Regions from separate parts of the Mus musculus genome. Here all the other regions are linked to region 3. A link is a contact called in public HiChIP or PLAC-seq data. All regions are on one chromosome and are shown on one strand. Each heading gives the region's core, a stretch centred on a gene start, on an enhancer-like site or on the middle of the called end of the contact. The rest is flanking DNA. Distances are from core to core; before and after follow the strand shown. Region 1 overlaps Cep350 (centrosomal protein 350). Region 2 overlaps Tor1aip2 (torsin A interacting protein 2). Region 3 holds the start of Cep350 (centrosomal protein 350).

Evidence for each region. HiChIP or PLAC-seq counts read pairs in DNA pulled down with a chosen protein or histone mark.
Region 1: an H3K4me3 HiChIP or PLAC-seq map of the SCID.adh cell line shows a contact between it and region 3, with 13 read pairs. The contact joins the enhancer-like site here to the promoter of Cep350 in region 3. A contact is called at or near these places in 3 of 39 promoter capture datasets (HPC-7-derived erythroid cells, embryonic stem cells and neutrophils), 4 of 115 datasets of contacts at active chromatin or transcription factors (the SCID.adh cell line, T-cell acute lymphoblastic leukemia, embryonic stem cells and 1 more) and 1 of 9 other capture datasets (pancreatic islet).
Region 2: an H3K27ac HiChIP or PLAC-seq map of extraembryonic endoderm stem cells shows a contact between it and region 3. The contact joins the enhancer-like site here to the promoter of Cep350 in region 3. A contact is called at or near these places in 1 of 39 promoter capture datasets (liver), 6 of 115 datasets of contacts at active chromatin or transcription factors (the SCID.adh cell line, bone marrow-derived macrophages, embryonic stem cells and 1 more) and 3 of 9 other capture datasets (adipose tissue, liver and pancreatic islet).

Annotation. Positions count from the first base shown.
Region 1 is chr1:155,901,941-155,906,176 of GRCm38.p6, reverse strand. It overlaps Cep350 (centrosomal protein 350), which reads left to right. Exons shown (of 38, transcript NM_001039184.1): 23 at 3,394-3,590. Among named protein-coding and RNA genes, the nearest start is that of Gm37383, 18 kb to the right of the region's middle. Within about 2 kb of position 2,481, at least 14 of the 459 cell types and tissues checked have an H3K27ac peak or open chromatin away from gene starts, as enhancers often do. A contact at or near this core is called in the SCID.adh cell line and T-cell acute lymphoblastic leukemia, where this site is marked.
Region 2 is chr1:156,064,197-156,068,437 of GRCm38.p6, reverse strand. Tor1aip2 (torsin A interacting protein 2) reads right to left here. Exons shown (of 7, transcript NM_172843.4): 7 at 1-3,737. The coding sequence ends at 2,980. Among named protein-coding and RNA genes, the nearest start is that of Tor1aip1, 30 kb to the right of the region's middle. Within about 2 kb of position 2,062, at least 65 of the 459 cell types and tissues checked have an H3K27ac peak or open chromatin away from gene starts, as enhancers often do. A contact at or near this core is called in adipose tissue, bone marrow-derived macrophages and extraembryonic endoderm stem cells, where this site is marked.
Region 3 is chr1:155,971,066-155,974,875 of GRCm38.p6, reverse strand. It overlaps Cep350 (centrosomal protein 350), which reads left to right and starts at 1,621. Exons shown (of 38, transcript NM_001039184.1): 1 at 1,621-2,027.

The DNA of each region.
Region 1 (4,236 bases), core at 1,232-3,731, 70 kb after region 3:
CCAAATATTAAAGGTTTAGAAAATTCTCAGCCAATCCCTATTTTTATTGTTTAAAAATTTTTATGTGTGTGAGTGTTTTGCCTGTGTGTATGTCTATGTACCACATATGTGCTTGGTGCTGGCAGAGGCCCAAAGTGGGAATTGGATCCTCAAAACTGGAATAGATGGTTGTGAGCCATTATGTGGCTGAGAATCAAACCTGGGTTCTCTGGAAAGGAAGCACTGTTCGTAACCACCAACCCATGTCTCCAGCCCTGCCACTCTGTATCTTAGAGGGGAGCTGCAGAGGAAGGCAAGTGTACAGATGCAGTTACCAGCAGAAACAATGCCAGTTAAACTAAAGTAGGCAGGACAAAATAAAACAAAGGAGAGCAGACTTCTAGCATTGTACAGGATGAGTCATCAGCGAGACTGAAGCTGTATTCTTCGAAAGCGAGAAGGAGGCAGTTAGCAGGTCAGTAAGACTGCTGCTGTCAGGCCAGGCCAAGGCACCAGGGCTGTTCACCCACCCTGCTTCCAGCAAGTAGAACAGTAGCATTGTCCACACTATTCCTATACTTATTTGTAATTGATATAAAATTGAAACATTCTCACTTACATTAGTATTTTACATCCCTGGATTTATATGAACAATTTACACATAAATGAAACTAGAAAAACTACCAATACTTAAGTCCTATTTTTCCACTTGCAATCTCAGTCAGGTATATTTTGACCCTGTGGGGGAAAAATTAATATCCAGAACTACCAATAACAGGAAGAAGAGAGAAGAGACATTTTTTGCGGTTCTCGAGAGTGAGATGTTTCCTGGCATGGTGGGTGCTTAAGCATGCTCCCCACATGCCGTTCATCTACATTCTAGTCAGCTGTCTTTGGCATAATTGTTCCGTGTTTTTTCCTGGATGACAAACAGGTTCATGTGGGGGTTTTCATTGTTGTTCATTGTTGTTGTTTTTGTTTTTCCAAGACAAGGTTTCTCTGTATAGCCCTGGGTATCCTGGAACTCTGTAGACCAGGCTGGCCACCTGCCTCTGCCTCCTGAGTGCTGGGATTAAAGGCATTTGCCACCACCACCCAATCAGGGTCATGATTTTTAAAAGGACACCCATGCAGCTTTCCTTTGCCTCTCCTGAGTGAGAACTTACTTCTAAGATAAGATCTGTTTTGAAGTCAAAGCAGTGTTTCACCGGATGCTAGGAGAGAAGTTTGTGAACCTAAGTTCATTGAGCTACTGATAAATCTCATTGCAGAGTGGCACAACCATGCGGCTTCTCTGATCGTCCAGCATAGGGCACACTCTTCTGAGAGTAAATTTTGTAGCCACTGGGTTCTCAGGTGTTTTACCAGCAGTCAGTTTGTGGGCAGTTTGCTTTGTGAAATCTGGGTAAATAAGAAATTGGATGATTGAGACTGTGATAAGGAGTTATGCTGGTCTAGAAAAGAGAGGATTCAAGATTACTTTTCTATGGTTCATAACCTCACTCATCCCAGGAAGTCTGCCAGGTTCCCAGTAGCAGGCATGAATTTTGTCCTTAAGCCCCACTAGACACCTGTCCTTCCACATAACGAGTGCGAGTGCTGCTCATTGCACCTTTGTGCAGTAATCATTGTGGTTCCCAGGTGTTGGAGATGGGAGGATGGTGCAGTGGCTGGTGCAATGGCTTCCTTCCGTTGGCGGCTTGCACAGTAATCTTCTGGAACTATAAAACTGAGACCACAGGAAAGAGGCTTTCAGGTTAGATCCAGCTTGAGTCATTAAAGTTGTGTATCTGAAGTGTGTTCAGCTGTAGGATAACTTTTATTTCTTTGCTATAATGTTAAATGTTTATAAACTTTTTTTCCTTGTTTCCTTTGTAAAGCATCTGGTCATAAACTTTGTATAATAAGGCTTTCCTAGTTGATCTGTAATTGTTCTTTATGAAAAATATTAATTTTTTAATATATTTCTTTTTTATTATTTAACTTTTAAAATTCTTTGTGCCTTTCACATCAGGCACCTCAATCCCACTCATCTCTCCATCTCTTCGTACCCACCTTCCACCCTTGTTACCTCCCCACAAAAGAAAAACAAATCTTGTCGTGGAAGCTGTAGTGTGCCCCGTTATGTCCCATGGTGCCACCCTCTTGTCCACACTTCTTTACTTGCAAATGTTCACTGCAGTGACTCATTGGTCTGGTTCCAGGCCTCTGGCTTCTGCTATACTATCAATACTGGATCCTCACTGGGACTCCTTGGATATCCTGTTGTCGCCCTGTGTCGTGGAGACCCTGCAGCTTTGGATCTGCAGGACTGGCCCCTTGACAAGCTCCAGCAGCTCATAGATGGGTAGATGCTGGGGTGGACCAACTCCAAGCCTTGGCTCTGGGCCTGGGTGGTCGCTGAGCTGGTCAGCCTGCCAGCTCTCCTTCCCCCATACCACCAGGAGAGGCTCTCCATCTCTGCTGCAGAGCTCATCCATTGCTGCAGCTGGCAAGGGGCAGAGCCAGTTCTACTCACAGGCCCTCAGGCCAGCTCACCCATACCCATGCCAGCAGGGCCATCTCTATTGTGCTGCCCAGTCAAGGTGCAGGGCCTGCTCTCCTGAGTGCTGCATCAGGCAAGGGACTGGGCCAACTTTCCTCACCCTGAACCCCTGCACCCAAGGCCAGCTCTACTGTATTGCCCAGGTGAGGTACAGGACATGCAGTTGGTGAGGGACAAGGCCAGTTCTCCCACTCTCATCACCTTTGGGCTGGCTCTCCTGCATAACATGGTGGTGAGGGGTAAGAAAGAGGGCATCTCTGCCTTGCCCATGCCACCATTGGGTTTCAAGTTTCAGGGGCAGCTCACCTGCTCTCTCTATCCCCAGGGTCAGCTCTATTGTACTGCCCAGGTGAAGTTCAGGGTGTCTTGAGTGTTGCAGCAGGAGAGAGACAGGGCCAGCTCTCCTGATTTCTGTAGCCTGTGAGAGGCAAGATTAGCATATTTCTTATTCTAGCATTTCTAGGTATTTTTAGAGAGGCTTTTTTTTTTCTTATTTGTAAGATATTTAATTTTTCCTCTTAAATGCTAGGTACAGTTCTGAGAATTTCTATAGAATTGCCTCAGTAAGAGGCAAAAGGGGTTCTACTTAAAGGCCTACTGAGAATAATGATTCTGACTGGGTATGGGGCTGGAGATGTAGCTCAGTTGGAATCATGCTTGCCTGGCACACACTAAGATCTGGGCTTGAAGCGCAGCACCACATAGCATAAACTAGATGTGATGGCGTGCAGCGTGGCACACCTGTGAGCCCAGCACTTGGAAGGTAGAGGCAGGAGGATCAGGAATTAAGGCCTGGGCTATGTGGGACCCTGTGTCACACCCTTCCTTCCCCTGTAAAAGAATTATGATGTTTCTCTCCATTCTATTAGACTCAACTTCTATTGCAACAGAATACTCCCTGAAATTTGATGAATCTATGACAGAAGATGAAATAGAAGAAAAGTCATTTCGCTCTCTACTACCTTCTGAGAGTCATCGTAGATTTAACATGGAAAAGAAAAGAGGCCATCATGACGACTCGGATGAGGATGCTTCCCCAGACAAGACTGCTCTGTCTTCTACCAAGGTGCGCTTTTACTAAGGAGGCTCATGATTGCAGTCATAGGTTTTCAAAAGTATGAGAACACATTTATATAAATACCAGGTATATAATTGGCAACTATCAGAGATATTGTCCAAGATCAGATTTATATTATACATGTAAAATCTGGCTTGGTTGCTCAAATAAAATAGAATATAAACTTTTTAGTTATAATAAGACCTTTAAAGATCTCAACCAGTATTACAGCTTTTTCATTTCATCCATTTGAAATATATATTCTTCTTTCCAAAGTGTATGCTTAATGGGAAAGAGGGACAGAGTTTTACCCTGCTTGGTTCCCAGTCCACTGCATGACTTGCAGTAACTGTTTATTTAAAAAAAGGTTCAATTTTTTTTTTTAGGTGAATGTCACTTCCTTCCTCTCCTCTTTTTGAGCAATATTTTCTTATATGGTAGATGGTTTATACAATGCTCATTTGTTTCATTTCTTTTTTATTCATTTCTTTTTAAGATGAAATCTCACTGTGTTCCTCAGGCTGGTCTCAAACGTGTTCATGCGATCCTCATAGCTTAGCCTCTGGAACTATAGTCATGTGACTCCACCGTATATCCTCATAGCTTAGCCTCTGGAACTATAGTCATGTGACCCCACCATATATCCTCATAGCTT
Region 2 (4,241 bases), core at 813-3,312, 93 kb before region 3:
GAAGGGTACTGAGCCTCACTACTCCCCCTAAGCCTGCGGACTTCCAGGTAAAAGTTACTAAAATTAGTTCAGTGTTAAGAACTCTCTAGAGCTTTTCTGACAATCTCTGAGTGGTGCCCAGAAGAACCCTAAATTTTACCTGAAAGGGAAAGAAAGACCCAAGTCTAAAGACAGTTTCTATTTCCCCTGCTTGCTTCTAAGACTTGGTATTACTCAAGAAGGGATTCCTAGTTAAAAACAAACAAAAAAAACCCCACCACCAATAAAAAACATACACACACAGGCAAATTATCACAAAGAATTACAACACACATAAAAGGCTGGAAAACTGAATATGAAAAGCAATGGTCTAGAAGACAGTACACGGGATAATAGGCTGGTGTGGCGGCACACTACCGTAATCCCATCCTGTAAGAGCCCGAGGCTTGAGAATCATTACTTTGGACTGTGTAGAGACTCGGTATCAAAACCAGAAAATTACTTGTTCTGACCCCAAACTAACATACTGCTTCTTTTCAAAATGACTTTTAAGAGGTCTGGGATATAGGTTAGTGGTAGGGCACTTTCCTTGAATGTTAAGGCCCTGAGTTTTGAAACAGAGGATAGAAAAAAAAAAAGCAACAACAACTGACAAGTCTCACTCAGCTGATTGCACTTATGACAAAAGGAAAAGTGTATTTTTACAAGGTAAGTAGTAAAAAAACCAAAAATAATTGAAAAATAATAAATTTCTAAAATGTATTATATCCTAAATTTGTGTTGACAGGAAACTATGTAAGGCTGTCGTTTTACATAGTTTTAATGAGGAAACGATTGCTTTCCACTTGTGATCTGAGCCACTGACATAGACTGTGCACAAATACTGTAGACATTCCTCTAGAGTCTGAGGTAGCATGGGTCAAAGGCCAACATGACAGTCTGCAAGGCACCTTTTGACGCGATTTGATGTGGTTTTACGCGATGTAATGCTAGTGGCTAAGAGCTTACATGAAAGTTGGATATGATGGCACACACCTGTAGCCTCGGCACTCAGCACACGGAGGTAGGAGAAATTACTCTAAGTTCAAAGTCAGCCTATGCTACAGAGTAAACACCAGGCCAGACATGGCTATGTGACAAGCCACTAGCATTCAAAACAAATAAGTCTAGAAATACAGAAGAAAAAAAATTCAAAAATGGCAAATGGATTTTTCTTCAATCCCTGTGTTTTACAATGAGTTGACAGAAAAATTCCATTCACTATGCTTAAACTTTGTGTAGGGTCTTTTCTGAAATCTATATCAGGATTCCTTCAAAATCCCAAATACATACTGTTTCATGTGTGCCCCCATACTTAACTTACTTAACACCAAAGGTTGTGGCCAAAGCCATCTTGTGGGAAATATTTTCAGATCACCTCTCACCCGTGTCTCTGTGATCCATTTAACTACCAATAGACATCTTCTTAGTGTTTCCTAAAATCCCTTTAGACTCAGGTTGCTTAATGTCTTAAGTGTATACATGATCTCTTAGCAGCAGATGACCCAAAACTGAGTGCAAGATTCCAAGGGCTTTTCCCATCCATGTAAAGGAACAGACCTTTTGTGGGTCAAGATCATTTTACTAGAGTTTTACTTTCAGAGTTCACGTACTGATTAACAGCTTATTGGCCCCAGTCTGAAATCATGGGATGTAGCTTAACAACGGATATTGGCCATGATTCCTCTTTCTGTTCCCTACAGGAGACCTTCCCCTTGTGTTTATCAAGTTCCTTTCCTGACGGCATTTCTAACTAGCTGAGGACCTCAAGTCTTTTCTGAAAGAACACAGACAACAGTGAGATTCCAGCAGGGGAGGACAGGAAAGATCCACAGAAAGGGACAAAAGCTCACGGCCCTGCCCTACACCCTCCAGTAGCAGCTCATCTGCAGGTCTCTGTCGCCCTGAACAACAGAACTTCCTGTTACTCCTCAGCTTTAACCCTTTCATGTCTTCCTATCCTTCCTACTCTAGAATGCACTTTCACTTCATCAATGGCTTTCAAACTTCTCTGTGAAACTCAGCTCCACTGAAATCCTAACAGAGAACCCCAAACCCAGCAGCCAAGAGCAGGCATGATTCACAGGAAGGAGGGGCTGCTGGGTAGGCAAAGACAAGTGACATGGCCAAGGGGGATTTTTTCATTTCTGGTGATTACTAACAATTTCGTCATTGAGTCCAATGCTTGGGAAGGTTCTTTTTTGAGCACAGCTGTTCTGGCCTCAGCTCACTAACGGAACAGAAGCACACACACACCAGGCTCTTAGGTAGGTTTGGAGGGTTGAATTCTAGTTTTCTGTTTTCACCTACTCAAAGTGCAAATCTGTGTAAGACACAATCAACCCACAAGTGTATTATTAAAGTGAGTATTAAGGCCAGGCAGTGATGCTGCACGCCTTTAACCCCAGCACTTAGGAGGCAGAGGCAGGCAGATTTCTGAGTTCGAGGCCAGCCTGGTCTACAAAGTGAGTTCCAGGACAGCCAGAGCTACACAGAGAAACCCTGCCTCAGAAAAAAACAACAAAAAAAAGTGAATATTAAAAAGCACTTAATATGTAGTAGAAGAGTTCTCTAAAATCATTTACATGACACCTCGTCCAGGTCCAAGCACTGCCCTAGAGGCTGGTGAGAGTCCTTGCAGGCAGCAGTGGGGCTGCAGTTCCCCGGAGAATCAGATCTTCCTGTGCAAAACAATTCTATTCTACTGATGTGCTGGACACTTAAACAATACATCATGTTGTATTTTAACCCTGATTGGCTTTAAAAAACAAAGAAAAACATCAGGCCAATTGTTAGTTTTATCAAAGTTCAGACTAGAAAGATTTTTTAAAAGTCAAAGAAAAAAAGCTTCTTTTCTAACACAGTGACGGCCTCCCAGCTGTTTCCTCTCACATGCCAGTCACCTCCTAGCGGGACAGAGCCCTGAGACATGGCCCTTCCATGTCACCTCTGTGACTGGCTTCACAAAAGGCAGCCTCGCTCTTCTATGTTCCTGACGGGCTGGACGGGCAGCACCAGGTGGGAGATGCGGCTCCAGAGCCCACTCAGTTTGTCTGAGTCCATGTGGCTGTAGGAGGTGGGGCTCTCAGAGTTGGTGAACTTAGCCCAGAGTAAATCCCTCACCTTTTCTTCTATTTCCCTGGGGCTTACACTTGCTTCTAACGTTTCCTCCTCCAGCAGGACTGTCAGGACAAGTGCCACATCTTTAAAGGCGGCGTTCTCATGGTCACAGTACTTGTAGAAGATCAGGGTGGAGCCGGCAGGAAGGGATTCGAAGTGGTGGACCACAGCAGCCTTGTGGCCATTCTCAAACCCATCGCTAAGCTCCAAGTCAACCAGCAGCTTGACTGTGTCACTGTCCTGCAGGGCCCTTTCGGCTCCGTCTATGGAGACGGCAGTCACCTTCTGGGAAGAGGTGTAGGCGTTGGCAACATGGTAGCTCAGGCACTTGAGGGTCTCCTTGCCCTCTCGAGCAGCTGTGAAGATGATGGTGGCCGGCTCACTGGGGTTCGAGGCATTGAGGTGCTTCTGGAGAAACTTACGTCCTCGCTGCCACAGGAAGGAACTCTGACCTGGAAATTTCTCCTTCAGTTGGCCAAACTGAGCCAGGAAGGCCTCCAAAGCCGGGTTCTGGGGCACCTGCTGGGCTGGGGAAGAATAGTAGCTGTTGACGGAGCTTAGCACAACAGCCACGATCAGGCAGCCGAGAAACACGGAACCTGTCAGATGAGAAAATAACAGAAAATGAGGAGCATGAGTCAGAAACAATGCTTGTGGAAAGTGGAAATGAAGCAGTTTCCTATCCAGTGTTACTGGCAATGCCCAGTTCCTTTGTCTGACTCTTCTATATTTTCACACCTCTAATAGAAGCTGAGGCAGGAAGATTGTCATAAATTTGAGGTCAGTCTGGTCTATACAGCAAGAAATAAAACAAAAAGTCTAACAGAAATACCTTCTTTAATCTCTTAAAGCTATCTGGAGATATAATATCTGTGTCAAAGTTATTTATATACTTTGTCATAGTCAATGATCCATTTGAAAGTGAGTCATGTGAACTTTCTCCCACATTCTCCAAGTATACAGTAGCTAGAACAGACCACTCTGTAATTAAAACTTAAAAATGACCAAGACGGGGTGGTAGATCCTATAAATCTCAGCACGTGGGAGGGCCGTGATGCCGCCTTACATAGTGAGATTCGTTCTCAAAGGGGAAAAGAAACAAC
Region 3 (3,810 bases), core at 372-2,871:
GGATCTTCTGAGAGAGAGAGAGAGAGAGAGAGAGAGAGAGAGAGAGAGAGAGAGAGTGAGAGAGAGAGAGAGAGAGAGAGAGAGCGCAGTTGAGAACCAATGCTGGAAATTTGATGAAAACAGGAGTTCAGGCTGATAGCAGAGAGCAATGCTGACACCATAACAAAAACCTCATTGCCTTTCTGTTGATCACGAGGTAACGTAGGAGGTGGGAAACTATGTTAGCTTTAGAGTAAAGGAGATTATTTCCCATTGATTGGTGCTATAATATTGGGCAGATAGTGTTTCAGAACCCACTATTAAAAAGTAATCATAACTCAATAAGGGGATTGGATACGTTCTTTAAAATAACTAGGCTGGAGAAAAGGTAAATTTCACTTTTCTTTTTATTACATGTATGTATGTATGTATGTATGTAATCATACATGTCTTCTCATGCACCTGCACGCAATGCAGATCAGAGGACACCTTAGAGGAATCTGCTCTCTTGGTCCACCATTCTGGGTCCGGGGATCAAACTAAGATCGCCAGGCGTGGTGGCAATTCCCTTTACCTGCTAATCCATTTCCCTGCCGCAGTTCCACCTTTCAAATCTTTTTCTTGCTACTGCTTGCGTACTCGGGATCTCCACAACTCTCATTCTTTGCTGAAGTGCTGTTCTCAGGGAGGGTGTATACATTGACATATGTGCAGGACTTTTGTACATTCACGTAGTTCCTGCTGAGGCGCGGCTGTCTTATGGGGAGGATCAGTTATTGTCGTCTGCTTTTATTGATATGGTCAAGGTAGCGAACATTTATTGAACATCTACAGTGTTGTAGTTACTGTGCCAGGCCCTACTGGGTATACATAGAAAAAGGAGACTTTAAGACACCCATGGTACTTTAGATGAGAAATAATTTCGAGGCAAAGTAACTATCGGAGCCCAGAAGGTGGAGAGCTTAGCTGCAGTGAGCACCTAGCGGAAGGTGTCAGGCATTATTCGCAGAAAAGCTGTCCTTTACAGTCTTGACAGACGATAAAATTCACCAAGCGGAGGCTGGTGACAAAGACAAAGCTAAGAGAAAATATGTTGACCCCAGAGGGCTTCTCAAACCACAACACCGAAGGGAAAGGAAACGTAGTTTTTGCTTGTTTTGGAAAGAGCTTAAGCCATCAGTGTGCGTGCTGAACAGAACTGTAAACCCCTGGCCAATGAGAGGGCCGCAGTGACAGCAGCGAGCAGCCGCAAAGCTGCGGTTACTCCGATCCGCCTAGAGTGACGATTCCTTCTGAATCGTCTGCCGGGTCCCGGATCCCTGGGTCACCCTTGTCAAGTCCTCAGCGTGTTTTGGCTCGGGGGTGACCCGCTCAGCCAGAAGGCCCAATTAGCGTCAAAGGGAAGGGGGTGGTCTCCTCTGCGGATAGACTCTGGCTCCTCCCGAGTCCCGCCGAGCTCCCAAAGCGCCACACCAAAGATGGCTTCCCCGCATCCTCTAGCCTCGGGTCCGATCGCGCTCCTCCGTCGGCCACACTCAACATGGCTGGCCTTCACCCAGGGTTGCATTCCTGCGGAACCGTCTCCGGACAGTTCTCGCGAGGTTTGGCGAGTCTCTCTCCCCCCCCCCCCGCCCTCTCCCTCCCTGACTGCTCCCGCCCTGCCTCGCGCCGCCGCCACCGCCACTGCCGCCGGCGCCGCTCCTCCTCCGTGTCAGTTGTTGAGCTGTAATGGCGACTGGGCCGCCGCTGCCGAAGTGACTCCCGGGGCGGGGGAGCGGGGCCGGACCTGCGCCTGAGAGGACTGCGGAGAGCCGCAGCTCGGGAGGGGGCTCGCGGCGGGGCAGAGGAAGGCCGCCTCTGCGCCTCTCCTTCCTTGCCTGCCGCCCGGCGGATCCCGGGAGCCGGGGCGAGGCGGGCACCCGGTGCGTCCCCGGAGCGGGGAGGCCAGGCCGGGCAGCCCTGGGGCCGGTCGGGGCGGCGTCACTGCACCCTCCGCCAGGCCCCGCGGGATGCACCGTGGGAGCCGAGGGCGGAGGCGACACTCTCAGGTGAGCTGCGGGGAGACCTGGCGGAGCCTGCTCCGCCTCGGATGTCTCTGTCCGCGGTCCCAGGTCCCCGAGGTGGCCAGAGAGGCGGGGCGGGGCCCCCCTGGCACTGCCTGACGTCCCCCCCGGGGACCCTCCTTGGGTCCCGAGACTTTTCCTGGAGGGTCATCCTGAGACCTGGGCTCCCGGACCTACTGGTGCCCACGGAAGACAAGATTTCTTTGCTTACCTGCCAGTGTCGCCCTCAGCACCCTCGCCCCTCCTCTTGTCTGCATAGAGTTAAGCCACCTCTCACCTTTGGTCTCCGAAGTGTCCCTTCTTCGTTTGGAGATCGAGCATATTTTGGGAAATTCCGGGGCACTAGCTCCAGTGTCAGGAACAGTTTCTGTTCCTTTTCCTGGGTGTAATATTCTCAAAGTGCAGTATGGGGAAAACTTTGATCACCTCCAGTCCAGCAGCAGTTGTTGAATGGAGTCCACCGGCTTATTCACACATGATTGGGTGGAGAGGGGGTGACATTTAACAAGCCTTACACGTTGGAAGTTGTCACTTTCCCTCCCCTCCCCCCTCTTTTAAATTCAGACTAATATGCTAAATCATATTTAGTTAATGTCACAGATACAGGCAGAAATTTGCCAGGGTTTTAGTTTTCAAGTTCGGAACTTGCAAATAGGTATAGATTTTTTTTTAAATGGATTTTTTGATGTTGTAACAAATGTTTCATTTGGGGGGAAAAAATAGGCCCTTAGGAATAGTGGTCGGTATCCATGTACTCTACTTAATTGTTTTGCTGGTGTTTCTTGTTTTGAAATTGGAGAAGTCGTTAGTGTTGCCATGTTAACCTGCTCCCTTCGCTTGTATTTTAAAGATTTAAATGGACAGTCCATCCTAGACCAACCTACTATTAGCACCTGGGAATTTTTGAAGAGGCAATAATGAAATACTACAAACTGCTCTCCATTTAAAAACTTTCTTAATTTAAAATACTGCTTTTTAAAAAGGCAGCGTGCTGCTAATAACTTGGGATTGTGACTTTGGGAGACTCCTAGACCTGTACTAGAAGTTATTGCAAGCCCATGAAAGTGTAAGAGGTTTTGTATGCTAAATTGACAAACTATTAAATGCAACAAATCTGAACTGTTACTGCATTCAACTTAGTACACCTTAATCAGAATATGAAGGTCATGCCAGAATACATTGTATATGTAGACAAATATGTATCTTGTCTTTTCATAGCAGAACTTTGTGCTTATAGTGATAGTAATGTTTGTAAACAATTTTGTATAAATATGAAAGACTTTTTTCTGACATGTATTGGTGTATAGTATTATTTTAAGACCATCAATACTATAGAATCAACCTTTTATGGTGTTAATACATTTATGAATTAAAGTTTTAAAATTTTTTTCTTCTGATTGTCATTTTTTAAAATCCATTTTTAACACACTATATAGAGGCAACAAGAAAGGAAGTGAAGTCCTTATGTAACCACTTTAGTTTGTTAAACTGCTATAATTTATAATGAGGGCAAAAGAGAAGTTTTACGAAATAACTGACTTTTTGGGGGCGAGGGTGGGGGGACGAGTGTACTTCCATGAATTAGTCTTTGTGTACTCTTGTGAGCAAAGGGGACTCAGATCTTTATTTTGTAGTTGTGGAAATGAACATACAAAGCCATTAATTTATGTGTGCTGTTTTTATTCTGCAGATGTTCTAGAATTAGCTACATTTTAAATTAAATATTAGCCTTAGATACTTTTGCTATTTGTTATTATTTCAAGATATT